2 separate regions of the Neogale vison genome follow, and region 2 is linked to region 1. The links are chromatin contacts, called in public Hi-C maps. All regions are on one chromosome and are shown on one strand. Each heading gives the region's core, a stretch centred on a gene start, on an enhancer-like site or on the middle of the called end of the contact. The rest is flanking DNA. Distances are from core to core; before and after follow the strand shown.

Region 1 (3,904 bases), core at 1,071-3,570:
CTTCATCTATAAAAAAAAAAATCCATGTAAGTTTTTCCAGGTGCATCACCCTATATTCCTGTTTAACTAGACTATAAACCTTCCCTGGTCCCCAACCTTCCTATCTTAGTATCTCTGCTCAGTTTCCTTCCATTGGATTCCCCATTCTCAGTCCACACGTGGCAGAATTTTGCTTATCCTTAAGGTCCATTTTGAGTGGCATTTTCTCCTTGAACCTTAACAAACTGTAAACTCAGTAAGAAGAGGGTAGAGTTCTTTTCTATTCTTACCACTGAGACAATGCCTCCCCAAAAACTGACGAATAATGAGTGTATGAATGAGCAAATGAACAAAGGAAGCTTTTCCATATTTCCCCCAACTGCTCATGTAACCTTCTGCCTTTGGACTCTTATAATACTTGGCATCTTTTGACACTTGTCATAGTTTACTCTGTGCTATTATTAATTTACTTGCCTAATAAACTAAATAGCAAATTCCTTAAAATTAAGTACTATCCTAATGGTTCCCATAATCTCCCTTCTATAACATCTACTATAGAGCTTTCCCACAGTTGTATTTATTAAGTTCATCTGACATGTTAAATAATAAAAGGATAATAGTGGAGAAAAAGAACTGTGATAGAAAGAGAACATTCCAACTACCCTACAGTCATTGAGCACATATGTTGTGTGGATCCTGTCACTATTAAACTCAGGCATTCAACCATAATTCAAAGATCTCATCACTCTCTTCTTTCCACACTCTGCTTAATGAAACTATTACTACTTTCGTAAGCAGAATAACCACTCTCCTATATAACTTACTACCTACCTTCTCTTGTAATATGCATACAGAAAGCCAATCATCAATGCTTTCACTTCACTAAACAGAAAGAGTGACTTTTCTGCTCATTTCAGACTTCTACCCCATGCAATTCCCTCCTCTACAAGGTATGAAACCAATTTTTTAAAGATCTTCCCATAAGCCTGCCTTAGTTCTGCTCCTGAAAAACAAAAAGGATCCGTTTTAAGGCCTTCCTTCCCCTTTTCTAATAAGTAGTAACTCTCCAATTAATCTCAGGCTCCAACAACCTTGTATTTCTCTGCCATCAAGATTTTGACCCTCTTTTTCTACCTCCAAGCTCTTACTCTGCTTCCATGGAACCTTCCTGGCTGCACAATCGCTGGTGTCTTTCTATTCAATATGCTCATCATCGCATACCTGGTTCCAATGTATCTGTGTTTCGCTTCCTAAAAATGTTTATCAGTCGCTCCCTTTACACCACCCAGACACACATCACATACTCGCACACGCTGTACCCATGCGTCACTCTACCTCCGACATACAAGTTCCTTACACCACTCTTAATGAATGCACACGACTCAGAATGGTATCTTCCGACTACACTAATTCTAACTCAGTTTCTTCTGGGGAACCCAACACCGTCCATAGTACCTCCCTCTTTCCTCACTTCCTCATCCATTCTCCCTCTTTTATCTCCCACCCCCACCTCGCCAACTAACTACAGAGGACATTATTCCTCAGCACTTTCAATTCGAGAACAGAGAACAAACTCGGGTTTCCAGCGGTCTCCCTCTCCTCTAGCCTTCCCTCCTCGACACCCCCCCCCACAGGTGTGCAGACTTCCACCTCGTCCTCTCCCCATGCATCGCCCCAACCAATCCCACACCCTACACCACACAATGTTACCCCCACCACCGGGATCAGACTCCACGCCCACCTCCACTCGGGGTCGCCGCCACCTTCTCCCCCCGCCCCCACCCACGTCCCCCGCCAGCGAGCCTGCGACCCTGGGGGCGCGCGCGCACACACATTCTCACGCTTCCCTAACCTCCTTCCCGGCACCTGGACTAGCTGGCTACGCTGGAACTCAGCCCGGCAGGAGGGGGCTAGGCACCCGAGAGTGTGCCCGCCCCGCCCCCTCCCGCGGACCCCCTCGCAGCCCCCGCCTCCCCGCCGGGGAAGGAGAGGACACAGCAACTCCCCCGCCACCCCGACACACCACCTCTGTGGCTGTTGCTCCGTGCCCCAACCCTCGATCAGCTCCCCCCACGTACGGGACCGACCTCTGCACTCACCGGAGATACTGCGCGCTCTGCAGGCTCATCCTCCGCCGCCGCGTCTTCCCGCGAAGCCTCTGTGGGTCTCTCAGGCTCCTCGAAGCGGCCCCGCGGCTCCGCGGGTGCTGGCGGCCGCCGCCATCTTCCTCTCCTCCGGCTCCTCCTCGCTCGGCGGGGGGGTGGGGGTGAGTGAGGCGAGGGGGAGGGAGCGGGGAAAGCTGCTCTCGCTGCTGCTCTGGCCCGTGGGGCGCAGGGACACTCCGACCCGGGAGGGGGGAGGGGGAGGGAGAAGGGAAGGGGGCGGGGGGGAAAGAGGAGGGAGAAGCAGAGGAAGGAAGTGGGGGTCCCTCTCGCGAGATTTCAGTGGCGCCCGTCCCTCCGGGTGACTTCTGCCTCTCTGTAGCGCTCCCTTTTGGGATCGGCTAGCTGTGAGGCCCCTGTGCGGCTGCTGAGCGGCCTGCTGGAGGCGTTCGGCGGCTTCCGGCCAATCCACCCCTCTCCAGCGCGAGGGGGCAACCCCAGCCTCACCGGGAACATCGAGCCCAAATGAACCAGGGGTTACACTCAAAGTCTTCCCCCGTCTTTCCACTCCACCCAATTTCTCTCTTCCTTTTTCCACTCCTCCACTTTTCCCTACCGGAAACGCTGCCCCTTCCTCCTACAGTTCCGCCTGCCAGTCCCTCAACTCTAGTCTTCCCTCGCGGCCCAGAGAGTGACGCTAAGGACCCCCTCCCCTTTTCTGGGGGCCCCACCTCCTGCACGCCTGGAGACTGTTGAAGGGGATGGGGTGGAGCCCGGGGAGGAAGAGAAAGGAAACCAATCGGATTGGATCAGCAGCTGCCATGGCAACTGGAGGCTGTGGTTGTATTGTCATAGTAACCACTGTGTGCGGACCGGGTGACCCTCCCTTCGCGAACGGATTCCCGGGAAAGTGCCCAGGGTTCCCCCTTGGCTTCCCTTCCGTCTGAAAGCCTCCCCCAGGTTGGGAATCCGGGTGATCTCCTGGGCGGTGAAGTTCATTTCCTCTTCCCTTTCCCCTTCCCGCAACAATGGGAGACCCCGAGGCATTCACCGTGGGCTTTTCCACCCGCCTGCGGGCGGGAACCACCTCCAGTTTCCTCTCAGCGCGGGGCGTGAAGAGGGGCGGGCCTTCGAGGGAGACGCGGGGCCTGAAGGCCCGCGAGCTGCGGACGGGAGCGCCGAGGGCGAGGCGGCGGGGCGAGGTCGCGGCGCGAAGCTGCGAGGCGGGCGAGGGGTTTCCCCGGGACTGCCTCGGGCCGGGAGAGGCGGGATCCCGCCAGGACGGGGTCCCTGAGGGAGGAGAACGGCACACGACGACCCAGATTCCTCTCCTGCCGGGAGAGACCTCGGACTTTTGCCTCTGGGTCGACCCCTTGCCGAAATCCCCCGAACCGCCGCCCACTCGCCCTGGGCGACCGCGCCACCTCCTGCTGCGGGGAGGCCACGGGAGTGAGTGTGGGAACCCATCCTAGCACGCTTGACGAGGTTTTCCAGCATTTAGAGCCAGGGACGTGGTGAAACGCCCACGACTGCCGTCCCTCTCGGAGGCACCCCGCAGTGGGGGTCCCACTGGGTTACCCGAGGCCGACCTCCCGGTTCCTCCCTCTGCAGACTTCTCTGATGGGTCCGCAGCGTTTCAGAACTCGTCACTCTGTATCTCCTGAGGGTCCCAGAGGAAAACGTGGGGTAAAATAGTATCAACGAGAACCTAGAGGCAGACGGGAGCTTCCGAGGAAAGACACTGAGGAAAAGGATTTTCATTCTTCGAACCCATCTTTTTGAAAACATTAGGTGTGTTTTGTGTCAGGTTTGGGGCTAAAAAG
Region 2 (3,632 bases), core at 392-2,891, 170 kb before region 1:
TTACTGATTCATTATGTTCACTCTGACTTTCAAACATTTATGCATTCATCAATGAATAACTGAGTACTTAAATGTATTGAGTTCTACCTGCATGCCGAGCATTATATCAGATGTAAATAAGATACAAAATAAATATAAGACAAGTCTTTGCCCTCCAGAATCTTTTGATCTCTTCCAGGAACGAAATAAAACATGATCTGTCATTAAATAATTCATAAGACTAGTGCCAAAATCAATGGTACAGGTAACATGTATTTTACATGTACATAGAATTTTAGAGCTTCGGAACACTTTCCTGTACTTAATCATCAGAACAGACTCGTGAAGTACACATTATTAGCTCCACTTCAGCGACGAGGAGCCTGAAATTCAGAATTTTAAGTGGAATGCCTCAATCAAATGGATTATGAGTCGAAAAGACCTGAGCCAGGATTTCCCGACTCTGAGTCCAGTGCTCTCTTCAATACAGCACAGGAAACTAAGGATTGGGGTGTTAACAGGGCAACAACCGGCTTTCAGCTTGAGATGGAATTGAGCTAGACCTGACAGGATGTCAGGAAAACATAAAGCTATCTGAGCAGCGTCCAGCTGAATGTCCAAAATAATTTTATTCTGCAAATATCTGTATTTCAGTGTTATACACAGAGCACACCTACCATTTCTTTAGTGCGAGTGACTCTATCTTCTTATAAGAGCTTTGCTCTCAGAAACGAGGATGTCAAATGTAAGGAAAAGCTGGCCTAGCAGGATCATACAAATCTTAAGTCACAAACATAAATCTTCAAGATCTGGTTTCCACTAATCCTCACACGTTTTGTTTCCCCACATCGCCGGAGAGCGGAACTCGCCCCTGTCCTTTTCTAACAATCTTGCTCCAAACAGCCACTCATTTTAAGATGTCCGTGACTGACCCTACCCCAAACTCCACAGGTTCGCCCCAGTTTTGCCACCCCGGCCCCTGCCCAGAACCCCCCCCTCCCTCCCGACGGATATGATACCTACTCTGCAGGTGCCGTCGGGATGCTGTCACACAGCACTGACGGATAAGATATGACCTTTCGACTCCGTCCTTGGGGACCTCCCGCTGGCTGCACAGCGTAGCTCCAACCCGGGGAAAGGGGCTCCCGGCTCAGGAGCGCAGCCACCGGCAGTGCACGGTCCGAAGTGATGTCTCTGACAACTAAAACGACGCCGGGCGCACGGGCGCGCATCACTCCGCCCCAGACTCCTGCCAACTGCAGGGGACGCGGTCCGGCGACCAGTCCATCCCACCTCACAGGCAAGTCCGGGCCAGCCGGACCTCACGCAGGACCCAGATGACAGGTCGCCGGCAGCGGCGGCGGCAGCAAAAGCCACCCGCCCCCAGGGCCCATAGCCACCAAGCTAAGGACCCCCCCCACCCCCCGCCCCGACTGGACCGCAGAGAAGCGTTGCTATGGAAACCCTCTGAGGATCACATGACGGCACCGGACGACCAATTGCCTCTTCCCTCAGCCCGCGGCCCCGCTTTCGGCCCTCCCCCGGCCCCGCCCCCTCCGCCCCCGCCTCCTTCTCCCAGCCCCGCCCCTTTCCTGCAGAGAGCCCGCGTCTGCGCACTGCGTTCAGCGCGCTCCCTCCCTCGCGCGCGCTCCCCGGGGAAGAGCGGGGGCGGCGTAGGAGGCTAGAGAAGAGCATGAAGCTGAGGAGGAAGGAGCGCCGCCAGCGCGCAGGCCCAGAAGCGCCAGAGCCCTGACTGCCGGCGACGCCCCAGAGCGGAAGAGGGAAGTGAAGGCGCCAGGCTGCGGGTTCCTGGTGGGCTTCGCTTACCGAGGTAGAGGCAGCAACCCAGAGGAGGCTCTCGCCGCCGGTCCGGATCCGGGATGTCGAAGAACACGGTGTCGTCGGCCCGGTTCCGGAAGGTGGACGTGGATGAGTACGACGAGAACAAGTTCGTGGACGAGGAAGACGGGGGCGACGGGCAGGCCGGGCCCGACGAAGGCGAGGTGGACTCCTGCCTGCGGCAATATCCTTGCGTCCGCCGGCCTCCCTTCCCCGTCCCGCCCCGCCCCTCTCCCGGGACCCCGCAGCCCCCCGGGCCAGGGGCGCGGAGCTGCCCCCAGCGGCCCATGACTTAAATCCGTCTCTCTGGGGTCCTCCGCTCTGAGAGGGCAGGGGACACTCCCATTTCTACCCGAGACCCCGGGGACCCGCCTCGGAAACTCGCCCTTCCCCGCGCGCCCTGCCCGCCCCGATTCCTCAGGTTGCGTCCGGAGTTCCTGCCTCCGGGAACTGGCGGGGCTGGCCGCGCCCTCGCCGCGGCGCGGGGGGAGGCATCTGGTGCTGCCCTCTGGCTCTCGGGGGGCGCTCACGTTGGCCTCCCCAGGACGGTGCTGGCCGGAGTCACCTCGGCTCCAGAAATTTGTGATTGGGAGTAGCAGGCTGCTGCTTCTGTTTTGGTGGTTTGGTTTTGGCAGCGTTGGGAGAGTTTATTCCTTGCTGGGAGGGATGGGGCGGTTTGCAGAATGGAGGCCCTCGGTCCTTTTAGCCCCTGGGCGTTTTTTAAAAGCATTATTATGTAAAGAGAAAGGAATTTGGCAAGATAAAGATTGCAAGGTACAGAATTTGTTAACCGGGAGGAAGGGAAAGAATACGGAACAACCAACTCCCGAGAAGGAAGGTTGGAGGCTTTTTACCTGCTAGGCGAGGGACAATGGAAAGAGGGATTGCATATGGAGAATCCCTGGAAATATTTAAAATAAACCCCAGTGAATAAAATAGACGATGAGTCATTTGTACAAAGCAGGATCATTTTTGTAACCCTGAAATCGTTTCCATTTCAGTTAAAATGCGGCTGTCAGTTCCTGGGTTTTGTTTTTGCATATTTGAATATTCATAAATTTGCGCATTTGCATCACATCTTTTTTAGAAGAATGTAAATGTTGCAACAACTAATGCTGTAATTTTAGAGAATCTCAATTACTGAATTCACTCATTTCTAATTATTCTTGAATGTATTATAAGATAGGGAAGACTCTAAACCCTTTCCTCATCAGTGTCCTATTAAATAAAGTATAATGGAGAAATAGGAGTGAAAATATTGGTTGTAACTATATCTAGTCTTAAAGGCACCTAAAATACAGCACTAAACATTTATCAACATACAGATGTTTTTTTGATTTCCACAACTTTCACAGTCAGCTGTTGCTATTTTGCATTACTTAAATACTTAAATGCTTTAGTTCTTAAAAATGAGCCAGTCTGCAAAAGACGTGCTTTTCTAGAAGTTCCGTTAACCCTTGAAAATAACAGCTGACCACCACCCAGAGGGGTTTTTTGGTTTGGGGACTTTTTTTGGTCAGACTTGTTTTTCTCTCTTTCTCCCAGACATAAGCAGTGGACGTGACTCTGTCTGAAAACACTCTTTGTGGTGGATAAATGATGTTTTGTGAACTAACTTTAGGTTGATGGGTGGTGAGTCTTAACTGGTACGGCTGTATCCATATAATGGATCTGCTTTTTAATCACTATGGTAAAATAAAAAGATACTGTCTCTTCTCTCGTTGCAACCAGAAGAGACAAGCTCTGGGCCAGGCACTACAGATGGAGGAACAAGTGAACTCTGTGGTTTTCCTTTTAGGGGAATGACTGTATAT

Evidence for each region. A called contact is a pair of places that touch in the nucleus more often than the background predicts.
Region 2: a Hi-C map of muscle shows a contact between it and region 1, with 5 times the contacts expected there. The contact joins the promoter of ARPC5 here to the promoter of SMG7 in region 1. A contact is called at or near these places in 3 of 3 Hi-C or Micro-C datasets (fibroblasts, muscle and tongue).

The regions. Positions count from the first base shown.
Region 1 is chr10:50,120,875-50,124,778 of ASM_NN_V1, reverse strand. It overlaps SMG7 (protein SMG7), which reads right to left and starts at 2,320. Exons shown (of 24, transcript XM_044267264.1): 1 at 2,079-2,320. It overlaps NMNAT2 (nicotinamide/nicotinic acid mononucleotide adenylyltransferase 2), which reads left to right and starts at 3,695. Exons shown (of 15, transcript XM_044267272.1): 1 at 3,695-3,872.
Region 2 is chr10:50,287,025-50,290,656 of ASM_NN_V1, reverse strand. ARPC5 (actin-related protein 2/3 complex subunit 5) reads left to right here and starts at 1,641. Exons shown (of 4, transcript XM_044267275.1): 1 at 1,641-2,002. The coding sequence starts at 1,860.